2 separate regions of the Sus scrofa genome follow, and region 1 is linked to region 2. Evidence: chromatin contacts called from public Hi-C data. All regions are on one chromosome and are shown on one strand. The core of a region is the stretch at or near the end of the contact, and the rest is flanking DNA. Distances in the headings are between cores, read along the strand shown.

What was found. Hi-C and Micro-C count contacts between places; a contact is called where the count stands out from the background.
Region 1: a Hi-C map of skeletal muscle shows a contact between it and region 2, with 7 times the contacts expected there. The contact joins two enhancer-like sites. A contact is called at or near these places in 2 of 47 Hi-C or Micro-C datasets (embryonic fibroblasts and skeletal muscle) and 1 of 2 datasets of contacts at active chromatin or transcription factors (skeletal muscle).

What each region holds. Positions count from the first base shown.
Region 1 is chr13:55,065,893-55,069,119 of Sscrofa11.1, reverse strand. No RefSeq gene overlaps it. Among named protein-coding and RNA genes, the nearest start is that of PDZRN3, 160 kb to the right of the region's middle. Within about 2 kb of position 1,624, at least 2 of the 83 cell types and tissues checked have an H3K27ac peak or open chromatin away from gene starts, as enhancers often do. A contact at or near this core is called in skeletal muscle, where this site is marked.
Region 2 is chr13:54,779,196-54,782,548 of Sscrofa11.1, reverse strand. All of the region lies in intron 3 of PDZRN3 (E3 ubiquitin-protein ligase PDZRN3), which reads left to right. Among named protein-coding and RNA genes, the nearest start is that of PDZRN3, 120 kb to the left of the region's middle. Within about 2 kb of position 1,543, at least 19 of the 83 cell types and tissues checked have an H3K27ac peak or open chromatin away from gene starts, as enhancers often do. A contact at or near this core is called in skeletal muscle, where this site is marked.

The sequences.
Region 1 (3,227 bases), core at 375-2,874, 290 kb before region 2:
GGGAACACAGGACAGATGAGTTTTGTTGAGGGGAAAGAACAGATAAAGGTCCTAAGCAAAGGCAGCATCAAAGGGACACAATCTATTCAATGAGGTGAGCTTGTCTACCTCTTTAAATGCAACAAGAGAGGACCCTTGTTTCCTACCTGACTGGTAAGCTCCCCATCCAACAGCACTCTTTCATTCACCAGTCTTGTTCCCTTTCCAACGCTGAGTCCTCAGGACTAAGCCCATGTTTATTTCCCCAATGCACACATACCTTCTTAATAACAATTGCACCTTATATTCCATAGCCATTTAGAGTAGCACTTCTGAAGCTGTTTACCTGCGTGCAAGTTGCCTGAAGACCTTGCAAAGATGGAAATTATGATTCAGGAATTCTAGGTTGGGATCTGAGACTCTTCATTTATAACCAGCTCCCAGGGGATGCCAATGATATTTGTCCAACAATCACAAGGACTCCTTAGATCCTATAGGATGTTTGTACAGTGACCTCAAAGGAGGTCACGCTCCTCAAAGGAGCTTGACAACAAACCATTGGGAAGGGTGGGCAAGTGTTTTGTGTCTATTTTGCAGGAAGGTGAAGACTAAGTTGCACAAAATTAAGTGGCCTCTTAAAGTCAGATGGGAAGATTAAGTTGCACAAAATTAAGTGGCCTCTTAAAGTCAGATTAAGTGTTCTTCCTGCAGTGTCATGCTGACCTCTTTGACTTTCAGTGTCTTCAGTATCATTACTGACTTGAAATCAATCTGCAGGTTCCTTCAGAGGAAAGAGTAAAGAATACAGCTGACTTTTCTTCCTGATGACTGTAAATCTATTCTTTACTGCATCATATTCACCTATACCACCACCCCACCACTTATGCCTCTTAGCCTCTTCTCACTATCTTCACTATAAGAATGCCTATCTCAGAAATGGACCCTTTCCTTTCAACTCCCAAAAAAAGTCCCTACTGATCTTTGATTTGGGCAAGATAATGAGTCATAATCTAGGAACAATAAGACTTTGTCCCTGCCCTCAAAGAGCTTTCACAGTAGCAGGGAAAACTCCATCTACAACAAATGCTTCAGTAGAAGGCATGCTATGCTTAAGCAAGACATGATTTAACAAAAAGCAAAATAAGCCAAGTGCTATGAAAGCACCAAGTAGGGAACAGTTGGTTCCTCCTTAACAGGTTCAGGGAAGATTTCTTGGTGGAGACTATATTTGTGGCTTAACCTTTCAAGTACAGCAGGATTGCAACATGTGGGGAGAAATGTGGAGGAGAAAGAGAAGGAAGCAAAGAGGTTGCAAGAGTGAGTAAAGGCTCAAGGATCAGTCAAGAGATTCACCAGTTGGAGCTGATCCTGCTCCTGTGTTCCAGTTACCCATCAGTCTTGTACATCTATCAGATGGTCCAGGGAAACTCAATACCTCACCTCTAAAGTATTGGCGGCAGAGAGCAATCTGGTATCACTCCCCCTTGGAATGGAACCCATCCAGCTTCCCGTGTATCATGCTTCCTGAGTCCAATCCACCTCAGGAAAAGTATCACTTTTCAAGAAGGGACCTAGAGGCTCAGATAACAAATCTCTCTTTGGTGAGTCATGTTCTTCTTGGCAACTCAACAGCCTGTGGGTATTTCCTTTCCATCCTCTTTTCCAGTCATCCCTAATGGAAACGTTGCCTCATGTCTTCCTTTGCCAAATCCTCCAGCTTACCTGATGCCCCACTTCTGCTATTTCTTGCCCATGCTCAATTCCTATCTCTCAGACAAGTCATCCAGGCTATCTTCCTTGAGCCATTGGGCACTAAGCATAGAAGATGATGCTAAGCCATTGCAAGACAATTTTTATTTTTGTCTTTTCTAGGCTATCCAGTTTAGAAACTAGCAATAATGGGAGCAAAGCAGGCAAAGTGCTGAGCAGAAAAGAAGATGTTCAATAAATGATCATTGTTGTTATTATTGACTTTCATTTACCAACCTGGTTTTGGTAAACCCCAACTTCAAGGCAGTTTTTATTTTGCGTAACAAATGTTCCACTTGTGAGTTCTTCTCCTGATATCCTTTTTCAGTAAGATGGGACATTCTGCATGATCTTTTTTTTTTTTCCAAAAATGTAAAGGTCCCTAAACCAACAACCTCCAAAGAAGAAATCCTCAATAAACACCACATGTGTCTGATTCCAAAGAAGACTCTCAGCCATGGAAACACTGGCACCATGTCTTTCACCACCACCAGTGTTAAGGTTTCAAATTACAAATTCTTCTCTAGTCACTTACATAACTGTGGAGATTTTTATACACACATACACATACATGCATCTATTCATGACTAGAAATTCTTCAATATATTCTTGTGTCATCTTTAGTCAAGTTCTCTCCTTACCAACATTTTATAAACTCTTTAAATGAGAGATAAATCATTGCTCCCACCCCTATGTCCTCTGTTCTCTATCAAAAGAAGCTGCTAGTCTAACAGAAGCCACCTCCCATCCTTTGAACTGACATTTCAGAAGGATGTATAATATATAGAATTTGCATGTATTAGAGGGAAGGCAAATTTGAAATAGAAGAAACGTATATTCCAGTACATGTAAGTGTAATCATATTTCTTTGAAATACATTCAGTAAAAAAGTAATTAAACCTCCAAAGTGTTGAAGAGTTGCAGTTTGTAATTAGCATACTGATTGTTTATAAATTGAGGTCTCTAAATTGTCCAACATTTGAAATAATTTTGTGGTTGAAATGATTTTTCTACTTTTTGACTAAGAAAACCTTTTACTGAAAATGTAGCCTTTGCACAAATTAAGAAGAGTCTCAAATTAGAAGGTATAAAAATCAGAAAATTTTTCCTTTTTCATTAAAAATATATGAATTGTGAACAAACTGTATACAAATTGTGAAAATTAACACAAATTTAAGTAAATAATATTTAGTTCTTCTCTTTGAAGAAATCATCTGTCAACCTATTAACGTGCTTCCTCTTTATATATACTCTGCATAATTGAGTTCATATTTATAATTACTATTATAGCATTTCCCATTAAATTATGTCTATTTGGAAAACTTCATTTTACTGGCTACATATTTTTCACTGCTATATGTAATCAGTTAACCCTTCTCTTGTTATTTAACAGGTACACTTTTTCTAATTTTTCATGATTGTAAATAATGCTTTGATAAACATACTTGTACGTAAGAGTTATTTGCATTCTTATCTAAGGAAGATGTTGAGAAGTGAAA
Region 2 (3,353 bases), core at 294-2,793:
TGGGTGCAGGGAGGCTCTGGCCTCTGTTTTCCTCAGGTGGAAACATTTGCAGCAGTTTTTTTCCTTAGGAAAGAGCCACCCCAGGCCAGGACTCAAGGCAGGAAGTTGTCTGTTTGGTATTTACTCAGGCATCTTCTGGCAAGAATTGATTATTCAATCAGAGCTGAAAGTAGCTGCTTGCAGTTGATTAGATGGGGAGGCAAGAGGCTGTTTTTTTTCTTTTTAATCATTCAATGAATTTTATTATATTTATAGTTGTATAGACATCACCACAACCTAATTTGAGAACATTTCCATCCCAAATCCCCAATCTACCCCTCCCTCCTGCACACGTGTCCCCTTTGGTAACCATAAGTTTTTCAAAGTCTGTGAGTCTGTTCTGCAAATGAGTTCATTCGTAGCCTTTTCTTAGATTCCACATATAAATGATATCCTATGATGTTTGTCCTAAATTGTCTCTAACTTCACTTACTATGATAATTTCTACCGCCTATCCATGTTGCTGCAAATACCATTAATGCATTTTTTTTTTTTTTATGGACAAGTAACATCGAGAAGCCCCCTGCGCTGTAGATAGGAATGTAAATTTGTACAACTGCTATGGAAAACAGCATGGAGGTTCCTCAAGTAACTAAAAATAGAATCACCATATGATCCAGCAATCCCACTCCTGGGCATCTATCCGGAGAAAACCATGACTCAAAAGGATGCATGTCCATAGCAACAATATTCACAATAGCCAAGATATGCAAGCAACCTAAATATCTATCAGCAGAGGAATGGATAAAGAGGTGGTACATATATACAATAGAATATTAGCCATAAAAAGGCTTTTTTTTTTTCCTCCTAAAAGCCTGAGACCTCAACTTAAAATTAAATTCTGGTGTGACTCTTCCAAAGAGTTACTTCTGTCCTTCAGGGCTCAAAGCCTCATTCCTCAGTAAGTTAATAAATAGCAACAGATACCTCTTGGGGCTGTAGCACTGGGAGAGCCAAAAGGGACATTAGCCATCTTCTAGTTCAACTCCTTGGTTATCACCGAGGAGGAAACTAAGGCACACGTGATAGAGAAATCAGGGGACCTTCGCTGCAGAGGGCCTGTCCTCTGCCTTCCAGGGGCAGGGACCACCGCTGGGGTCTGTGTCCTGCTGTGTTCACTTCCAGAACCTAACCAAGCATCGGTCACGTGGTAGGTGTTCACTGAACATGTCATCCTTAGCATCCTGTCCCAGGATGGCTGGTTTCCAATGTGCCTATGAAGGCAAAGTCACTTCCTCATGTGGGCGTCTTGGAAAAATAAGAAAGGAAAAGTCAAACACATAAAAAATGTAAACAGCAGAGTAAGCCTGCCTGTTTTAAAAATTATTATTTATATCTTGCCTCCTTCCACAAAGGATTTGAGGCAGCTTATGAGCATTAAATGCCAATAATGGGGCCCTCACTAGGCACTCGGTGACTAATTGCCACATGCGGCTTACAGAGAACAAATGCTGAGAGGCTGGGGTAATTGTAGTTGTCTTAACTGCTAAAGAACGCTTGTCAGTCTGTCTGTATAAGCCATGGTCATAATATATAAATAGAACCTCACAGGGACACTGGAGGCGCTGTTGCCAGAGGCTTATTTATTTATTTTGTCTTTTGGAGGAGAAAGCCTTGCGCTTGTCTTCGGAAGTAGATGGGGAGAGAAAAAATATTTGTTCTAGAACTTATCAACTTTGTGTGCCATATGGTGTGCTTTCTCAAATCTCTTACACACAGCCCTTTATGCTTTACATTTGCAGAGCCGTTAAAAAGAAAGACCTTGCTTATATTTAGAATTAAAACTTAAAACAGGCCTTACCTGGGAGCCAGTTCCCTTCAAGTGACTGAAGGGTGGAAATTAGAGGCTTTCTTGTTTGTCTGTCTTAAGGATAGAGAACTTCGCTCTTAGATCGCCCCCTAGTGGTCCCACGGGTCATTGATGTCTCCTACAAAAGGAGCGGGCTGATCTGGTTGGTCCCCGTTGAAAGCACCACCTTCAGACTCAGAGGTGAGGTTGGCCATTGTGGTGACAGAATTTTGCACAGAGCAACTGGTTGGCTTTTCTTCTTTCATTCTTATGGTTTTCCCTTTATTTATGTGCTGCTGTCCCCTGAGTTCGAGAGATGATGCAAGGCTTTAAGGCTCTGATGACCAAGAGAGAGGGCCCTTTCTTGGCAGTTATTCTGTTCAGGGCTGCATGATGGCAAGTGACTGCAGCTCAGCTGGGGTGTCCAGCATTTCAGGGAAGAGAGGTTTTTTTTCAAGCAAACTTCTAATAGATAGCCACACACGTTGTTAAGAATGGGAAATGGGGCTGGCAGCAGCTGTTTTCATTACAGAATTTGTTAAAGTCTGAGTAATCATTGCTAATGCTTGAGCCCTCCCTCCCACATACAGTTGTAGAGATAGGTAAAGCTTCATTTAGAGCCATCTTTCCTTTGCCAAATGTTCACCTGCCGATAGTGATTTCTCATTTGGCTGATTTTAATTAAACCCAACATTATGAAACTCCATCACTTCTCTTAGTTGCTGATGTAATACAGTCTTGTTCATAAAAACATTGCAAAACCAAGAGTGAAAAGGTATCACCTGTTCTCTGATGAAGCAGAAAAAAAAAAGCTTTTACCCTTTTAGTTTATGCCATATTTGTGCTTTATGGTGTGGGTGTGAAAGTGTAAATAAGTGTGCTACAAAGTGATAAAAAAATTGAGTTCACACACACAGAGGTTTTATAAGGTATCATCTTTTTCCTGGGGCACTAGAGCCTGTTTTCACTTAGATGTTACCATAAACAGTATCCTTTGTTGTTAAATTTTTGGCCTCAGCACTTTTAATGGCTGTGTAATTTTCCATATATGGCTGTACTGTAATTTCCTTTGCATATTGCTATTGTCATTTTTACCATTATCAACAGTGCTGTGTTGAGGATTCTTCTTTATAAATACTTCTATCAATTTATATATTTTTCTTAAAAGTTTCACACCCTTATGGATATCTCACTGGCATGGTACTGGGGAGAACTGGTTTGCCACACAGGTACTATCTCTCTCTCTCTCTCTCTTTTTTTTTTTTTTTTTTTTTTTTTTTTTTTTTTTAGCTTTTTACGGCCACACCTGCAGCATATTGATGTTCCCAGGCTGAGGGTTGAATTGGAGCTGTAGCCACGGGCCTACACCACAGCAACACGGGATCCAACCCGTATCTGCCACCTACAGCAACAGCTCATGGCAACGCTAGATCCCCAGCCGACTGAGTGAGATTAGGGATTGAACCCAAATCCTGATGGGTTCATTGCCCCTGCATCAGAACAGGAACTTTCCAACAGGTGCTAT